2 separate regions of the Mus musculus genome follow, and region 2 is linked to region 1. The links are chromatin contacts, called in public HiChIP or PLAC-seq maps. All regions are on one chromosome and are shown on one strand. Each heading gives the region's core, a stretch centred on a gene start, on an enhancer-like site or on the middle of the called end of the contact. The rest is flanking DNA. Distances are from core to core; before and after follow the strand shown.

Region 1 (4,868 bases), core at 1,052-3,551:
AAGATGGAGAGGGGGAGGGTTTTGGGGGGAGGTCAAGAAGAGAAAAATGGAGGCATCTTCTTGTGAGTCATTTGGCCAGATTAAAAGCCTTCTGTAAGCCAGGTATGGTGGTGCATGCCTTTGATCCCAGCACTCGGGAGGCAGAGGCAGGCGGACTTCTGAGTTAGAGGCCAGCCTGGTCTACAGAGTGAGTTCCAGGACAGCCAGGGCTACACAGAGAAACCCTGTCTCGAAAAAAACAGAAAAAAAAAAGCCTTCAGGAAGCAGACAGCTTTGACAGGAGGGCAGGGGTAAATTTCGTGAGATCTCAACAGAATAGAGCCAACATCGAGACGAAATCTAAAACTCACAGTAATGTGCCAAGTCAGACAGACAGCCCTTCCCTGGGAGGGAAAAGGGAAGGCACCTGGAAGGGAGACGTTCTCCAGACAGTCGGGGCCTGGGTCTTCTCCCAGTCTCTCCCTTGGTCTTTAGGGGCATACCTTGCTTATCTGGTGCCGGCTACCTCCTGAGGATGACTTCTGGGCAGCTATGTGAGGAAACCAAGTCTTTAACATCCCTTCCACCTGCAGCAAGGTTCCTAGATAACGTTCTCTGTGAAAAAAAGGATATTTTAAAAGTCAACTATGAAAAAAGAAACAGGGAGAACTGTACAGGCCTCCCTCAATAAGATACTGAGGAGGGAATGAAGGAAAGAGGGAGACTCACCCCATCTGAGGCTTCTGTAAAACACCCACTATGCGCTGGATCCGGTCCATGGCCACACTCTGTTGGAAGCTACTTAATCCTAGGGTGAAAGAGGGAGGGTGATTAGAGGGCGTGGGATGTACACAGCTCAGCTGTAGGTTCACTCCCAGCATTGAGGGAAACAGCAGAGGTGGGGACTGAGGTAAATGTAAAGGAAATACAGAGACAGATGGGGTTCAAATGAATTCACATGAAGAAATTAAGTTACAGATGCAAACAGAATAGCCCATGCCCCAAAGAGAAATGTAAGATTTCACTCAGAGAAGGGGGGCTACCCCCAGAAATATAATTAATTAATCAGATTATTACCTCTGTCAAAGCGACCCATCTTGAGTCCGTTCAGTAGGTCTGTGAGGGGCCGTATGAACCCTTGGAGTTCTTTACACTGTAGAAAAACAGCACAAGACTTTGAGACCAGCAGTGGTTTTTCTGCTGTGATGTAACTGGCAGGTCCTTGTCAACCAATTAGGTGTTTGCCACTGCACTATCTTTTCTGCTTTCTGTTACCTTTTGAGCAAAGAGCAGATCTCCCTCTGTAGTACATCCTTGGGTGTTCAGACTCGTCTCCTGTTCACCGTCTCTTGATCTCTTGACTTCAGATCCTTGCTGTTCCAGATGAGGTGCTGTATGTTGGTTACTAGAAACCCTGGGTCGATGTCTGCAGCGGATAGGGCCTGGACTGGGCCTGGAACCTCCTCTCTGACCCACAGTGTCTGGCCTGAGCTCATGGGTGCCCTTGCCCTCCCTCTCGTTATCAGAAGGGAAGCTAAAGTCACTGTTCACAGAGGACGTGGAAAATGATGGGGAGAGGGAGGAGGAGGAATAAGAAGAAACACTAGATGGAGAATCCATAGGTCCAGGAGCAGGAGAGGGGCTGAAGAGCAGCTCCCGTAGTACCAAAGATCAGAACCTGCAACTGAAAAGCAAAGCGAGGGAGTCTGAAATCAGAGTCAAAGAATTAGGAAAGGGACTGGGAGACTGGGGCATTCTAAACAGAGTAACATGGTTTTCGCTTTGTTTTATTGTTTTTCCGTTCTCAATAGAAACAAGAAAGAAAGGAAAAAAAAAAAAAACTTGCTCTTCCAGCCGCATTCAAAATCTAGACCGCCAGCCCACACAGAGCTCTTGACCCTACACAGCCTTTCTTCCCTTGGGTGAATAACCGACTTTACACCTTCCCCTCAGCCTGCAGTTCTGGGCTGTTCCCGGCCAGACCTCATAGGGAGCCTATCGACCTAAAAACGACACCCGCTAGAGGCTGCTCTGCGCACCAGAACCCACCTCAGGTCCCTAGAGTTCCGGCCCCATAGACACCCGGCTCCACCGCTTTCGCATCCTTCACCATCAGGTGCACTGCGCTGGTCAGTCTACGGTCGCGCCTGCCAGGTGATGCAATACCTCCCAACACCCCGATCTGCGGTCTTCCATGCCCACCCCATCCGGGTCGTCTTCCGGAGAGCGCTTGGCTCTCGTCCGCTTACCTGGGTCTGTCGGTTCAGCCCCGGTCGGTATGCAGCTTCTTCACTGTCTGTGCTGGTCTAGCCGACCCACCTCCGCCTCACTCTGTGGGTCCCGCCCCTTCCCCCTCCCAGACACGTGCGGTTCTGCACGTGCCTCCCCCTGCGTACACAGACCTTGTGCTCTCATTGGATAGCTTACCGGCAACACGTGACTCTAGATGCAGACGCTCACAGCCCATTTGCTACGGCACGCGGGGGCTCGGCCAATAGAGAGGCAGCCAAGTGGTGATTGGCTGGAAGGGAAGCAGTCCATGCTCCGCCCGTACATGCGGCTCCTCGGGTGATAAAAAAGGAGGATGGAAAAAAGTGAAAATTAAGGAAGGGGCGGAAAAGGGTGGAGCTCATAGCCTTAAATAGGACAGCACTGCGCGGGAGACGCACGGCTGGAGTGTACAGAGCGGGGCCGAGCCACGGAGGTGGCGCCTCGGGACGTGGGCCCCTCTGAGCGCCTCCGCGCACGGGCGCAGCACGTGGGAGCCCTCAGCAACTCGTGTCCGCAACGTGTGTGACAACGGACGTGTGACGCCGGGCATCCGTTCCCTTGTCGGCGGCTCGCCCTCGTGACTCCCCACTCTTTCATCCTCCCCTCCTCGCCACCAAGTTGGGTGCCTCCTGCCCTGCTGGGCGAGGAGGGTGGGGACTGCGGCTGGAACACCGCGTCCTCTCCGGGGCTCCCGCCGCGCAGCTTCTCCAGCCGGTTCTTACATAACTTGCCACGCACGTTCCCAGCTCGGATGCCAGCCCGCCAAGATTCTAGAGGTCATAGCCGAACTTGTCCCTGACTTTTCTGCCCCGGGCCCTTCGGACCCTTCACTCAGAATTCTCTGATTCTCAGTACTGGGAACAGAGCAGAGTAGATCTTTGCTCCTCAAGCTTATGGCTTTATCTGGCTTCAGTTTATTTGTTCCTGGGAGAAAACTGGGGAAACGTTGAGGAAGGAAAAAAGCGAGTCAAGAGTTTAGAGAGTCACCAACAGACCTTAGCATCCCTTGCACCAAGTCACTGTAAAAGGAAACGATGGCGAGGAGGACCCTGTCGACTGAAGCAGAGGAGTCGCAAGGGGGCACTCTAGTTCTGATTAGGGTCGAGAGAACAGACACTACCACCCCCCCACCCCCCCAGTCTTACTAAAAGAAAAGTTGGACAGGGATCTAAGTCATGGTTTGGAGAACGTGTGGTTATTTTAAATATGTTCTAATGCTTTTTTACTTATATTTAGCAATGTGGTTATTTTAGAAAAAGGAAAAGGATTTCTAAATTAAACCTCAGCACTGTTTCCCCAAACACAATTTCAAGACAATATCAAATAAAATATAAGTAATCTAGATGTGGTGGCTCATGCCTTCTGTAATCCTGAGGGATGGATGCAAGGAGATCAGTTCAAGACCAACCCGAGCCACATGGGACCCTCAGGAAAAGAAAAGAAACAAAAATAGAGTTAGAATTACAGTCTCAGAATGAACCTGTTATCTGTGATAGTCTCTGTTCTACTCTAAACTATGTATAGGGTATAATTCCTTCTAATTAGTTGATATCTAATTCCTTCCCCACCCCACCCCCCAAGACAGGGTTTCTCCGTGTAGCTCTGGCTGCCCTGGAATTCACTTTGTAGACCAGGCTTGCCCTCAAACTCAAAGATCTGCCTGCTTCTGGTTCCCTGCCTTGTAATTCTCTTTCTAATCTGCCCTTCATGCCGCTAAATCTTGGTGTACGTGTCAGTGTTGACTTTAGAACAGACTCTCATTAAGAAGTAGGCAAAATTAATTTTTTAATTTTTTTCTTAAAAGAATTATTTATTGTATATATATATATATGTGTACACTGTAGCTGTCTTCAGACACTCCAGAAGAGGGCATGAGATCCCATTACAGATGGTTGTGAGCCACCATGTGGTTGCTGGGAATTGAACTCAGGACCTCTTGAAGAGCAGTCAGTGCTCTTAACCGCTGAACCATCTCTCCAGTCCCAATTTTTTTTTAAAATTTTTCATCCAAATTCTTGCCAAAGAATTCTAGTCTGAAGAGTGATAGCGGCCTTCTCTCACCTGGGAAAGGGGGTGGATAGAAACAGGGTCAGGGGGGCTGGCCCAGTGTTTAAGAGAACACACTTTCGCAGAGGACCTAAGTTCCAGTCCCAGCACTCATGTCAGCTGGCTCACAAACCCCTGTAAACTCTCCCCCCAGAAACTCTGGTGCTTGTAGCCTGAGCGCCCATACTCATGTGCACACACCCCTCCCTGCACACACACATAATTAAAAACAGTAAATCAAAAAACCAAGAGCAGGAAAGCAAGGAAGTCTCTTTGCTCCCGTCTCTATGCAAACGCCACTGATTTCAGGTTCTAAGGTGGATTCTCCATTCTTCATGCCTCCTTCCGCCTCCTGCTGAACTTTGCCTCTTGGCTCTACAGGGTTGTAGGACACACCCATTTTGACCTCTGGCACCTGCTATAACTTCAAACCTGGGCAGAATAGAACCAGCTCTGATTTTCCAGGCTTGTTGGGAGTTTGGAAAAGGCTTCTCCATTTAGCCTGCTTCTCTCCTAGGAGGAGGTCTTAAAAGTCTTGCCAGATCCGAATAAAAGAATGACATCACAAAAGT
Region 2 (4,868 bases), core at 1,244-3,743, 200 kb after region 1:
CTAGGTTTGATTCCCAGCATCCACACAGTGGCTTACCACAATCCATAACCAGTTCCAAGGGAATGGGACATGCTTTTCTGGCCTCCACAGGAACCAGGCTTACATGTAGTGCATGTATATTAAAGGCAAGCAAAACATTCATATACATAAATAAAGCAAAAGTTATCCTTAAAAAATACAAGTTTCATCATGGAGCTACACCTCTACCCTCAATACAGATTTTTTTCTTTAAAATTAAAAAAATTAATATTTTGAGGATTTTGTAGAATGTATTTTGGTAATAATTATGCCTCCCCCAGCTCCTCCTGGGCCACCTCTTCCCTTCCTACCCAATTTGTATTCTTTCTCTGTTGTTCCTCCTCTTCCTCTTCTTCCTCCTCCTCCTCTCTCATTCATTCATTCATTCATGAAAACCATTAGGTCCAGTTAGGGCTGCCCCTATACTCTTGGATGCATGGTCATAAGAGACAACTGAATGCGTTCTTCTTCTTCTTCTTCTTCTTCTTCTTCTTCTTCTTCTTCTTCTTCTTCTTCTTCTTCTCCTCCTCCTCCTCCTCCTCTTTCTCCTCCTTCTTTATTTATTTATTTATTTATTTATTTATTTATTTATTTTATATGAGTACGCTGTAGCTGTCTTCAGACACATCAGAAGAGGGCTTCAGATCCCATTCAGATGGTTATGAGCCAACATGTGGTTGCTGGGAACTGAACTCAGGAACTCTGGAAAAGCAGTCAGTGCTCTTAACTGCTGAGCCCTCTCTCCATCCCTGAATGTTTATTTCTTAATGGGACATCTATAACACACCCCTTCCTCTTAAGGCTCAGGGATCATTGTGGGAGAGAGGAGGCAAAAGGATGTAAGAGCCAGAGCTGCTCCATGACTAATAAGGAATCAATGGCAACATGCACAAGTCCTGGGCAAGCTCAAGCCAGACAACATCCATACCACATCTGTCAGGAGTCCTAAGCCCTTTCAGAGGAGTTGACTTGCTCTGAACCTAACCGAAGCTTACCCGAGTGCCATTTAAAGCACAGTTGTATGTCACAGTACTATAAGTGACTTATCTTGGGGGTGCTTGTTTAAAATAGGTATCTCTGACCCTTGCACCTAGACGTTCTAGCATAATAGATTTTTAGATGGCGCCCAGGAAACTGTTTTTAACTAATGCCACTGGTGGTGCAGATGCAAAGGCTGAAGGCTCTTCCTTGGAGAACTATTGTTTCAAATGCCAGGATAAGAGGCCTCAGAACATCTTTTAAGGTATCAACTGAACAGGAAGGGCAAATGTGTAAAATGACCTTTACAAGGCAGAGACCTATCCAGAGATCAGCAACAGGGGAAGGCCTGCTGATTCTCAGCCCAGGGGATGCAGGCGGGCTTAAAGAGTGTCTTAAAATGAGTGTGAGGGGGGCTGGTGGGATGGCTCAGTGGGTGGGAGCGCCCGACTGCTCTTCCGAAGGTCCGGAGTTCGGATCCCAGCAACCACATGGTGGCTCACAGCCATCTGTGATGAGGTCTGATGCCCTCTTCTGGGGTGTCTGAAGACAGCTACAGTGTACTTGCATATAATAAATAAATGAATCTTTAAAAAAAAAAAATGAGTGTGAGGGTAGTGGGTGGGGAAACATAGCACTAACCAGTAGCTACAAGAGAAAATGGAGTTCTCCTATTAAAGGGTAAATGAAGATTACAGTTAAAGACAGCACTGAAGACATACCAAAGCAGAACCGTTTAGCATATAGAAAGTGGTATTTAAAACAAAACAAGGGGAAGATACCCAGAGGTCCACCTGCCACACAGCGAGGGGTGGGCACCACTATCATGAGCAAGTATGTGGTAGAGAGATGGGCGAGGAAGAGAAGCAGAATGGTTTGTGCACTGTGAAGAGGGGTGGAACAGGAGACAGGAGGGTGGTGAGGAACAGTAAGTGGACATGGTGATGTCCCAGCCTATACTGCTGTTGAGAGCCAGGTCTCCGTCTGTGGTCTTGCAACAGCAGGGGTCTGTGTTGGTATCAGTGTCCCATATTGCCACCAAATGCCATGGGGATATACCTGGTCTGGGCTCTCGTCTAGGGCCAGGTTGATGTCTGAGGGCTGCAAAAAGCCGGCCCCACCCCTTGCCCACTGCAGGACTCGGGAGAGCAGACACTGCACCTTGCCTGGGCAGCAGAGCTGGTCCTGATGGTGGTGGGGCACAGGCGAGCCCTGCAGTGGCTAGTGTGCTGGAGAGTAGCCTGCACTTCACCTGGTGGTGTGGGTGCAGGAGAACTCGTGGCTGACCAGCTGGTCTACCACCCAGATCCAGACCCAAGGCTACAAGCTGGCTTGCCCCATCTGCTAGAGTAAGTGATGGAGCTGGTCCTGCAGACCCAAAGCTGCTGGATCTCCATGACACAGGGCAACAACAGGATATCCTAGAGGAGTCCTGGTGAGGATCCAGTATTGATAGTGTTGTAGAAACCAGAGGCCTTGAACCAGACCAATGATGACTCATTGCAATGAATATTTGCAAGGAAAACTGTGTGGGCAAAAGGGTATACTGAGGGACACACTGTGACCCACTGCAGCTTCTACATTGAGATTTTTTTTTTTTCTTTTGGGGAGAAGTTGCAGGGACAGAAGACAGGTATGGAAGGAAGGGGAGATGAGTATGGGAGGCATCATGTGAAATTCAAAGACTCAATAAAAAGTTAAAAAAAACAAGCAAATAACAAAACAAGTCCAGCTGGATGACTCTGCAGGGAAAGGGGCTCTCTGCCAAGTCTGACCTCCTGACTCTGATCCCTGGAATCCTCCTGGTGGAAGGAGAAAACCAACTTCTAAAAGTTGCCCTCTGACCTCTACAAGCTTGCTGCAGCGTGGATATACCCCTTCAGCACAGAATAAGTGAGTGTAATAAAAATAGATAACTAAACGAAAGTGAAGCAAAGGCGGTGCAACAGTAGAAATGTTGCCAACTTGAAAGGTGGGAAAAAGTCAATAAAACAGACATGCACTCTAACAAACAGGGCAAAACCAAAGCCAAACCAACCACACAAAGAAAAAACCCAAGCAAGCCAGCAAGCAAGCACCCCACCAACATCTCTGAAAAAGAAAGGGTGGTGCAAGCCTTCTGATTTCAGTGCTGGGGGCAGGGGCAGGGGCAGGTCTGAGTCAGGGAGATGCTGAGTTTGAGGCCAACTTTGGATACAAACCTGACTCAGTCTCAAAAACAAAAATATCAAACAATAACAAAACAAAACAAACAAACAAACAAAAATCCCACTACTCAAACCCAGGGTGTGTGTGTGTGTGAGTGTGTGTGTGATTTTGTGTGTGTATATGAGTGTGTGTAATTTTGTGGGTGTGTGTGAGTGAGTGTGGTGTGTGAACAGGTGGGTACAGAGTCCAGGAGAGGGTGTTAATTTCATTGGAGCTGGAGTTACAGGCAATTTTGAGCCTCCAGGCGTGGGTGCTGGGAACTAAACTCGAATCCTTTGAAAGAATAGTAAATAACAGCTAATCTCCCTCTCCAGCCCCTATTTTAAACCTTTTAAAAGCAAAGGTCTCATACAGCTCACTATTTAGCTGTGGATGGCCTTGAGTCTCTGGTCCTCCTCCCTTTACCTTCCAAGTTCTATGACTATAGGAATGTGCCATGGAGCACAGCTAAATGTTTGCTGCTGCTGCTGCTACTATAACAATAATAACTAGTATTATTTATTAAAGCAAGGAGAATTGTTCCAGGTCTAAATGACTTTATGGATACATTATAGAAAACCTCTAAGAAAAAGATCTGTTTCTCTGGGACTGCAGCTCAGGTGGTAGAGTACTACTTTACATGCAGGGAGCCCTGGGTTGGGCCCTAGCACTGTATAGAACAGGGGTGGTGTCACAAACCTCCAACCCAGCACTTAGAGGGTGGAGGCAGGAGAGTGAGAGTTCAGATTAAATGTAGCCAGATGTTGTGCTGGAGGCTAGCTTGGGCTACATGAGACCCTATCCCAAAAAAGGAAAACAAGGGCTGGAGAGATAGCTCAGCAGTTAAGAGCACTGGCTGCTCTTCCTAGAGGTCCTGAGTTCAATTTCCAGCAACCACATGGTGGCTCACAACCATCTGTAATGGGGATCCGATGCCTTCTTTTGGTGTGTCTGAAGACAGAGACAGTGTACTCACATACGTGAAATAAGTAAATAAATCTGTTTTTAAAAAAGAAAAACAAAAAAGATAAATTCATTTGCTATGTATACATGTGTATAGCATAGAAAGCAATTAAACATTTGTATCTATTTAAGTTAAACTAACATTGAAAAGAAGGCATACAGGTATAGTATCAAAGAAAAGAAAACAAGTCAACTTCATTTATGAAGATTAATATTCTGCAATGGATAAAAGAACAACAGGCCCAAACTTATCTTTTGAACTATCACCAGCTCCCTAATATATCACAGCTATCAAGAAAAGTGCCGGGCACATGACAGGTGCACATATTTTTTTGAACTAATTGTTATTAATCAAGCAGGGTTAATCCCAGGTTATAAGTATAGTTGAAATTGGAGAATATGTTCACTGTAATGAGGGGAAAAAAAAAGAAAAAGAAAGAAAGAAAGAAACCAAGAATATATTGTAATGCAATTTTAAAAAGATGAAATTTAACTTCTGTCCCAATAAAAGTTACTGTAGCAGAATAAGGCCCTCTCCTCATCTCACTGAACCACTTATACAAAACTTTTCTTGTCAGGTATGGTAGTACATACTTTGGATCCCGACACGAGGAAGGCAGAGGCAGGTGGCTCTCCAGGAGTTTGAGGCCTGGCTGGTCTATATAGGAAGTTATTTCCAGGATAGCCAGGGATACATAGTGAGATCATCCTGTCTCAAAACA

Evidence for each region. HiChIP or PLAC-seq counts read pairs in DNA pulled down with a chosen protein or histone mark.
Region 2: a contact with region 1 is called in an HNF4G HiChIP or PLAC-seq map of pancreatic cancer cells. The contact joins the enhancer-like site here to the promoter of Ciart in region 1. A contact is called at or near these places in 3 of 39 promoter capture datasets (cranial neural crest, neural stem cells and pre-B cells), 1 of 15 datasets of contacts at CTCF or cohesin (CD8 T cells), 8 of 115 datasets of contacts at active chromatin or transcription factors (the HPC-7 cell line, acute myeloid leukemia, bone marrow-derived macrophages and 3 more) and 2 of 9 other capture datasets (adipose tissue and pancreatic islet).

What each region holds. Positions count from the first base shown.
Region 1 is chr3:95,879,927-95,884,794 of GRCm38.p6, forward strand. Ciart (circadian associated repressor of transcription) reads right to left here and starts at 2,302. Exons shown (of 6, transcript NM_001033302.2): 1 at 2,229-2,302; 2 at 1,255-1,663; 3 at 1,057-1,132; 4 at 709-787; 5 at 483-594. The coding sequence starts at 1,599. All of the region lies in intron 1 of C920021L13Rik (RIKEN cDNA C920021L13 gene), which reads left to right. BC028528 (cDNA sequence BC028528) reads right to left here. Exons shown (of 6, transcript NM_153513.4): 6 at 4,019-4,311.
Region 2 is chr3:96,076,153-96,081,020 of GRCm38.p6, forward strand. No RefSeq gene overlaps it. Among named protein-coding and RNA genes, the nearest start is that of Vps45, 20 kb to the left of the region's middle. Within about 2 kb of position 2,494, at least 16 of the 459 cell types and tissues checked have an H3K27ac peak or open chromatin away from gene starts, as enhancers often do. A contact at or near this core is called in pancreatic cancer cells, where this site is marked.